2 separate regions of the Sus scrofa genome follow, and region 2 is linked to region 1. The links are chromatin contacts, called in public HiChIP or PLAC-seq maps. All regions are on one chromosome and are shown on one strand. Each heading gives the region's core, a stretch centred on a gene start, on an enhancer-like site or on the middle of the called end of the contact. The rest is flanking DNA. Distances are from core to core; before and after follow the strand shown.

Evidence for each region. HiChIP or PLAC-seq counts read pairs in DNA pulled down with a chosen protein or histone mark.
Region 2: an H3K27ac HiChIP or PLAC-seq map of alveolar macrophages shows a contact between it and region 1. The contact joins the promoter of HK3 here to the promoter of UIMC1 in region 1. A contact is called at or near these places in 2 of 47 Hi-C or Micro-C datasets (embryonic fibroblasts and epiblast stem cells) and 1 of 2 datasets of contacts at active chromatin or transcription factors (alveolar macrophages).

Annotation. Positions count from the first base shown.
Region 1 is chr2:80,894,107-80,896,974 of Sscrofa11.1, reverse strand. It overlaps UIMC1 (ubiquitin interaction motif containing 1), which reads right to left and starts at 1,344. Exons shown (of 15, transcript NM_001097447.2): 1 at 1,170-1,344. It overlaps ZNF346 (zinc finger protein 346), which reads left to right and starts at 1,398. Exons shown (of 7, transcript NM_001244480.1): 1 at 1,398-1,613. The coding sequence starts at 1,439.
Region 2 is chr2:81,040,924-81,043,791 of Sscrofa11.1, reverse strand. It overlaps HK3 (hexokinase-3), which reads right to left and starts at 1,391. Exons shown (of 18, transcript XM_021084411.1): 1 at 866-1,391.

The sequences.
Region 1 (2,868 bases), core at 95-2,594:
AAAAGTTTCACTATTGAAAAAATATATACTATGTACCTATGAAGATTCAGGCTCTATTTCAAGATGCTGGGGATTCAGCTGAGAGCAAAATAAACAAAAATCTCTGCTCTCCTGGGGCATGCCTTCTAGTGGGGAAACAATAAACAAGATTAAAACAATACCATATCTGATAACAGTCAGTGTTAAGGAGAAAAAAAAAAAGCAGGAAAGGAGGATATGAAGTGTATGTGGAGGGGCAAAATTTCAGCTAGGACAGCCAGAGAAGGAAATAAAGAGAAGAGCCACAAGGCTATATGGGGAAAAGGCCAGGATAACTGGGACAGGAATGAAGGGGCTGGAAGCTAACACAACAGGAGATGAGGTCAGGGAGGTTAAGAGAAGTCATACTGTATAGGCCTTACTGGCTAAACCAAGGACTTCGACTTTTACAAAGAGTAAGATAGGAAGGTTTTGGAGAATTTCAGCGCCGGGGTGCCACCATGTGGCTTGTTAAAAGAGGATCTCTGAGAGTTCCCCATGTAGCTCAGCGAAAAAGAACCTGATCAGGATCCATGAAGATGCGGATTTGATCCCTGGCCTCGCTCAGTGGGTTAAGGATCGAGTGTTGCTGTGAGCTGCGGCGTTGGTCGCACAAGCGGCTCAGATCCTGAGTTGCTGTGGCGTAGGTCAGCAGCTGCAGCTGCAGCTCTGATTCAACCCCTAACCCCGGAACTTCCATATGCAGCAGGTGTGGCCCTAAAAGACAAAAATAAATAAATAAATAAAATAAAAGAGGATCTCTGGCGCTGCTGTTTTGGGAGAATACCTGAGGGATAAACGAAAGGGCCGGTGAGGATGCTAAAATAATTGTCGCGCGAGAGAGTGCTCGGAAAGACTGAAGAAGGAGCAGACGCAGCGGTTGGAATAAATTTCAGCTTGTGACAGTTACGTTGGAGTACAGTTTAGCAGGAAGACTAGGCTGGGGGTTAGTACCTGGAACTCAAATGGTATGTAATATTAATAGTAATCGAATCATGGAAATGGACAACCAGCTCTACCACTTACTAGGAACGAACTCTTGAGTAAGCCATTTTTAAGTTCTGGGCCTCAGTTTCCCTACTAGTGAAACAAATATATTCCCACATAACAGGGCTTTCATGAGTATGAAACGAGAAGTGTCAAAAGCTGACCGTGAGCAATGTGAGAAACCTGAGCCAAGGACTGCACGAGCCTGTCCCGGAGGGAGGGGGCTGCCGTGGAAGCCGCGACCAACTCCACTCACAACCTCCGATGTCCGAGCAGCAGCGTTGAAAAGGTAGCCGCTCTCCCGCACTGTAACGTAGTCTGCGGTGCCCAAACCTCGCGAGATTTGTAGGCCGGGCAAAGTCACCCTCCCACCCACATCTCGCGAGACCCACGTTCCTGAGCGGCTATCGGCAGGTTAGAGCTTGCGGGGAAGATGGAGTATCCCGCGTTGGGCTCAGTGGAAGCAGCGGACAGCGGCGTGGCCCAGCTATACAACAGCTCGGAGGAGCGGGAGGGCCGGGAGCTGGATGCGCTGCGCTTCGACCGCGAGAGGGCGCGCCGCCTCTGGGAAGCAGTGTCCGGGGCCCAACCAGTGGGGAGGGAGGCAGGTGAGTCCGGGGGTCTCAGAGGCAGGAATCCCCTCGCCCGCCTGTTCATTTCCTCGGGAGTGGCGGAAGCGCGGGGCGAGAATGCGGATCAGCCCCCGGGTCTACGGTCACACCCCCTGGCGCCCGACCTGTCCCCTTGCGCGACGCGCCCCGGGACTCCCTTGACTCGTGCACCCCACCTGGGCCCGAGCGCCGTGGGTAGCTCCACTGAAAATCGAGACCGCGGCACCCCAAGAATCGCGTGCAAATGATCAAGGGCCTTTTCATGCTCGGGCGTGGGATTCTTTCCCCCGCCTTCTTCATGCACCAGAGCGCATATCTTCCTAAACTCCAGGACTGGAATCATCTGGGCGTGCCGTCATCACCGTCTCAGATCTGCAGAACCTTCCTCGCCTGGCCAGACTCTTAGCCCTTTCACTATACCAATCTCCAGGTTTCCCGGTCCTAGTGTCTCTTGCCTCCCTTCTCATGCCCTACACTTCCGAGGGCCCTAGAAGGCCTTACACCATTGTCCTTCCTGGACTTGGTGACCGAGCCCTGGCCTACCCCCTGCTTCTTGATATCTCTTGTCTCCACCAGCTGGGTCCCTTTTCAGAGATGTGGGCCAGGAGCCTGAGAACCTGACCAGGATATACTTTGACTCCAGCTTCTTTGTATCCCAGTGTTGTGGAGAACAGGATACACAAGGCTACCCAGGGGGCCACTTCTGGACTGAAGCTTCCCAGGTTGACTTGGCACTGAGTAAGATGGAGTAGAAAAAGGAGGATGGAAAAAGCTGCCCTGACCCTGCTATGTGACACCCTTCACAGTCAGCAGAGCTATCTGCTTAACTAACCCAGAAGTACACAAACTGGGCCTTTGTGCTAATCCTGTCAGGTAATCTGCAGGGAAATCAGATTTCTCTAAAGGCTTGTTTACTTGCTGAGCAGACTAATTTTGGAAAGTAAATATGTTGCTTGTGAACTGATTGCCCTGGGATAAATGGAATTTTTGTCTAGGAAGATGTTTAAATTTGGAGTGGTATGCAGACCTATACCCTGATGAATATTTCTTAGTCCAGTCTGACTCTTAAATTAGTATAGAGCACCTGTCTCCTTCATCCTCATACATTCAAATGTATTTAGCACAAAGTTGCCTCTCCTCCGCCCTCAACCTCAGCAATTTTCCTTTCATTCATTTGACATTCACTGACACCTGCTCTGTTCTCAAGACTGGCTGTCCTCAGAGCCACAGAGATGAGGAAAATACTGTCCTT
Region 2 (2,868 bases), core at 142-2,641, 150 kb before region 1:
CTTCAACTCAAGCTTCCTCTCTTGCCACACTCTTCCATACTCCAGCCATATTGACTCTGAGCTTCATCCTGTCTCCTGCTGTTCAGCCTTCGTTCACAGCCTTCCCTGGAATTGCTGTGTCTGAGTCATCTCTGCTTCTTCAATGCCCAGCACAGGGCTTAGCATAAGTAGGTGCTAATATAGCTTTGAAAAACTGAGAGGTGGGGAGTTTTTTTTTCTTATTCAGAGAACCGAGAAATCAGTTTCTAACAAATCCCCCCAAAGTCACATATACCTACACTCAGTTTCCATATCTGTCAAACATATGTTCCACATATGGTAGAGGTCTGTTTTGAGAATAAAATAGGGTAACTGAGCCAATTACTTATGAAAAGGGCCAAGGGCTACACGCATAGTGAGATTTCACTCTTTTCCAAGCCCAGCTAGCTCAATCATTCATTCACTCTTTTATTCATTCCCTCCTTCTATTTGACTTTTATTCAGCACTTCTACAAGCCAGAGACTGTGAAGCTTCCTTCATGTAACCCTAGGGCTTACACTCCCCATAAGTGTATTCATGTCTGTCTCTTCCAACTAAGAGCGCCCTTGAGGAGGGACATCTCATATCACTAGATCCTCAGAACTCAGCCCAGGTCTACACATTTGAATACTGTGGCCTCTTGGCTTAATTCAGCTCAGTCAGCTACATAGAATGACCCTTCCTTCTGAAAGGTATACCAGGGCACTCTGCCAAGGATGGGAACCACCAATGGAGGACCAGCCAGCTTAGTTTTTTCAGCCTCCACTCATCCAGGATGGACTAAGCGGGAGAGATGAGGGCAAGGGGCTGGAGCGGAGACAGGCAGGAATCAGAGGAGGCTCTTACCTGGGAGAAACACCAGTTGGTCACTCTCCTTGGATCTGGGCTTTTCTCTCAATATGAGGTGTCCCACTGAACTGGTATGCAGTCAAAAGTGAAACTCACGAGCGATATGAGTTATAACGTTAACAAGCCCCACCCTCTTTCTTGACACCAATTAATTCAGGAAGGTGCACTTCCCTCTGAATCTGCCGTAAGGGAGGCCGGGTAAGGCAGGGCCATCTTAAGCAAGACAACCACAGGAAGTTGGCACTCCTGAACTGGGTCAAGAACTCTGGTATATCCTCTCTGCAATGCTGGGTGCTCCACTCACTTTACAAACACTCAAGAGTCTGAGTTTTGAGGTGGTGGCTCACCCCTGGAAAGGAGCTAGAGGAGCTTAACCTGGGAAATAATAGTCCAAAGGGCAATTCTGCAAAATGTGGAAGGACTTACTAAAAGAACACAAAGCAGGAGTTCCCATTGTGGCGCAGTGGTTAACAAATCTGACTAGGAAGCATGAGGTTGCGGTTCGATCCCTGCCTTGCTCAGTGGGTTAAGGATCCGGCGTTGCCGTGAGCCGTGCTGTAGGTCACAGACTTGGCTCGGATCCCGAGTTGCTGTGGCTCTGGCGTAGGCTGGTGGCTACAGCTCTGATTAGACCCCTAGCCTGGGAACTTCCATATGCCGTGGGAAATGGCCCTAGAAAAGGCATAAAGGCAGTAAATAAATAAATAAATAAACGCAAGGCAATGTGGGAACACAAGAGGAAGAGACTAACTCTACCCTAGAATGGGCAGGGCAAGTTGATGAAACTAAGCCCTGAAGGAAGAATGGCAGTATGCTGGCAGAGGTGGTCATTGTCAAAGAGCATATACAAAATCATGGAGCACAGCACTTCCATGGATGGGGATCCTTGGTGGGTTAAGGATCTGGCGTTGCTGTGAGCTGTGGTGTAGGCCAGGGGATACAGCCCCAAGGACTTCAAAGAGGATACATGTAGATGAAGATATATGATGGGCAAGGTGGCAGCCAGTCTGTGGGAGTCCAGCCTTTAGTCTGTAGGCCAAGCGAGGGGAATAGGTTCACACTGTGGGGCTTCTCTACTAGAAGGGGAAGAAGAGTCTCAAGGCTGCAGTGGTGTTGTTGGCCACCAAACTGGTTTTCTCTGAACTAGCCTTTTTTTTTTTTTTTTTTTTTTGCTTTTTAAGGCTGCACCCATGGTATATAAAGGTTCCAGGCTAGGGGTCGAATCAGAGCTGTAGCCACCAGCCTACACCACGGCTCACAGCAACGCCAGATCCTTAACCCACCAAGTGAGGCCAGGGATCAAATCTGCATCCTCATGGATCCTAGTCAGATTCATTTCCACTGTGCCATGAGAGGAACTCCTGAACTAGTCTTCTTGAATGCACAGAATGTTGGGCTATCACTGTGCCCACTGCTATGTTCTAAATATTTTTGTTCCCTCTGACCCAATTCTTATGTTGAAAACCTAGTGTCCAAGAAAGTGGGGTCTTGGGGAGGTGATTAGGTCATAAGGGTGGAGCCCTAATGAATGGGATTCATGCCCTCATCAGAGGCCCCAGAGAGTTCCATTGCCTCTTCTGCCATGTAAAGATCTAAGAAGTTGGTGATATGCAACCTGGAAGAGGGCCTTCATCTGACCATGCTGGCAACCTGACCTCAGACGTCCAGCCTCTGGAACAGTGAGTCATATTCTTGTTTTTTTCTGTGGTTTAAAAGCCACTCAGTCTGGTTTTTTTTGGGAGGGGTGTGTTTCTTTTAGGCCCGCACCTGCGACATATGAAGTTCCCAGGCTCGGGGCCAAATCGGAGCTGCATCTGCAACCTACACCACAGCTCACAGCAACACCGGATCCTTAACCCACTGAGTGAGGCCAGGAATTGAACCTGCATCCTCATGCATACTAGTCAGGATGGTTAACTGCTGAGCCACAATGGGAACTCCTGTGTTATTATTATTTTTGTCTTTTGTCTTTTTAGGGCCACACCCGCGGCATATGGAGG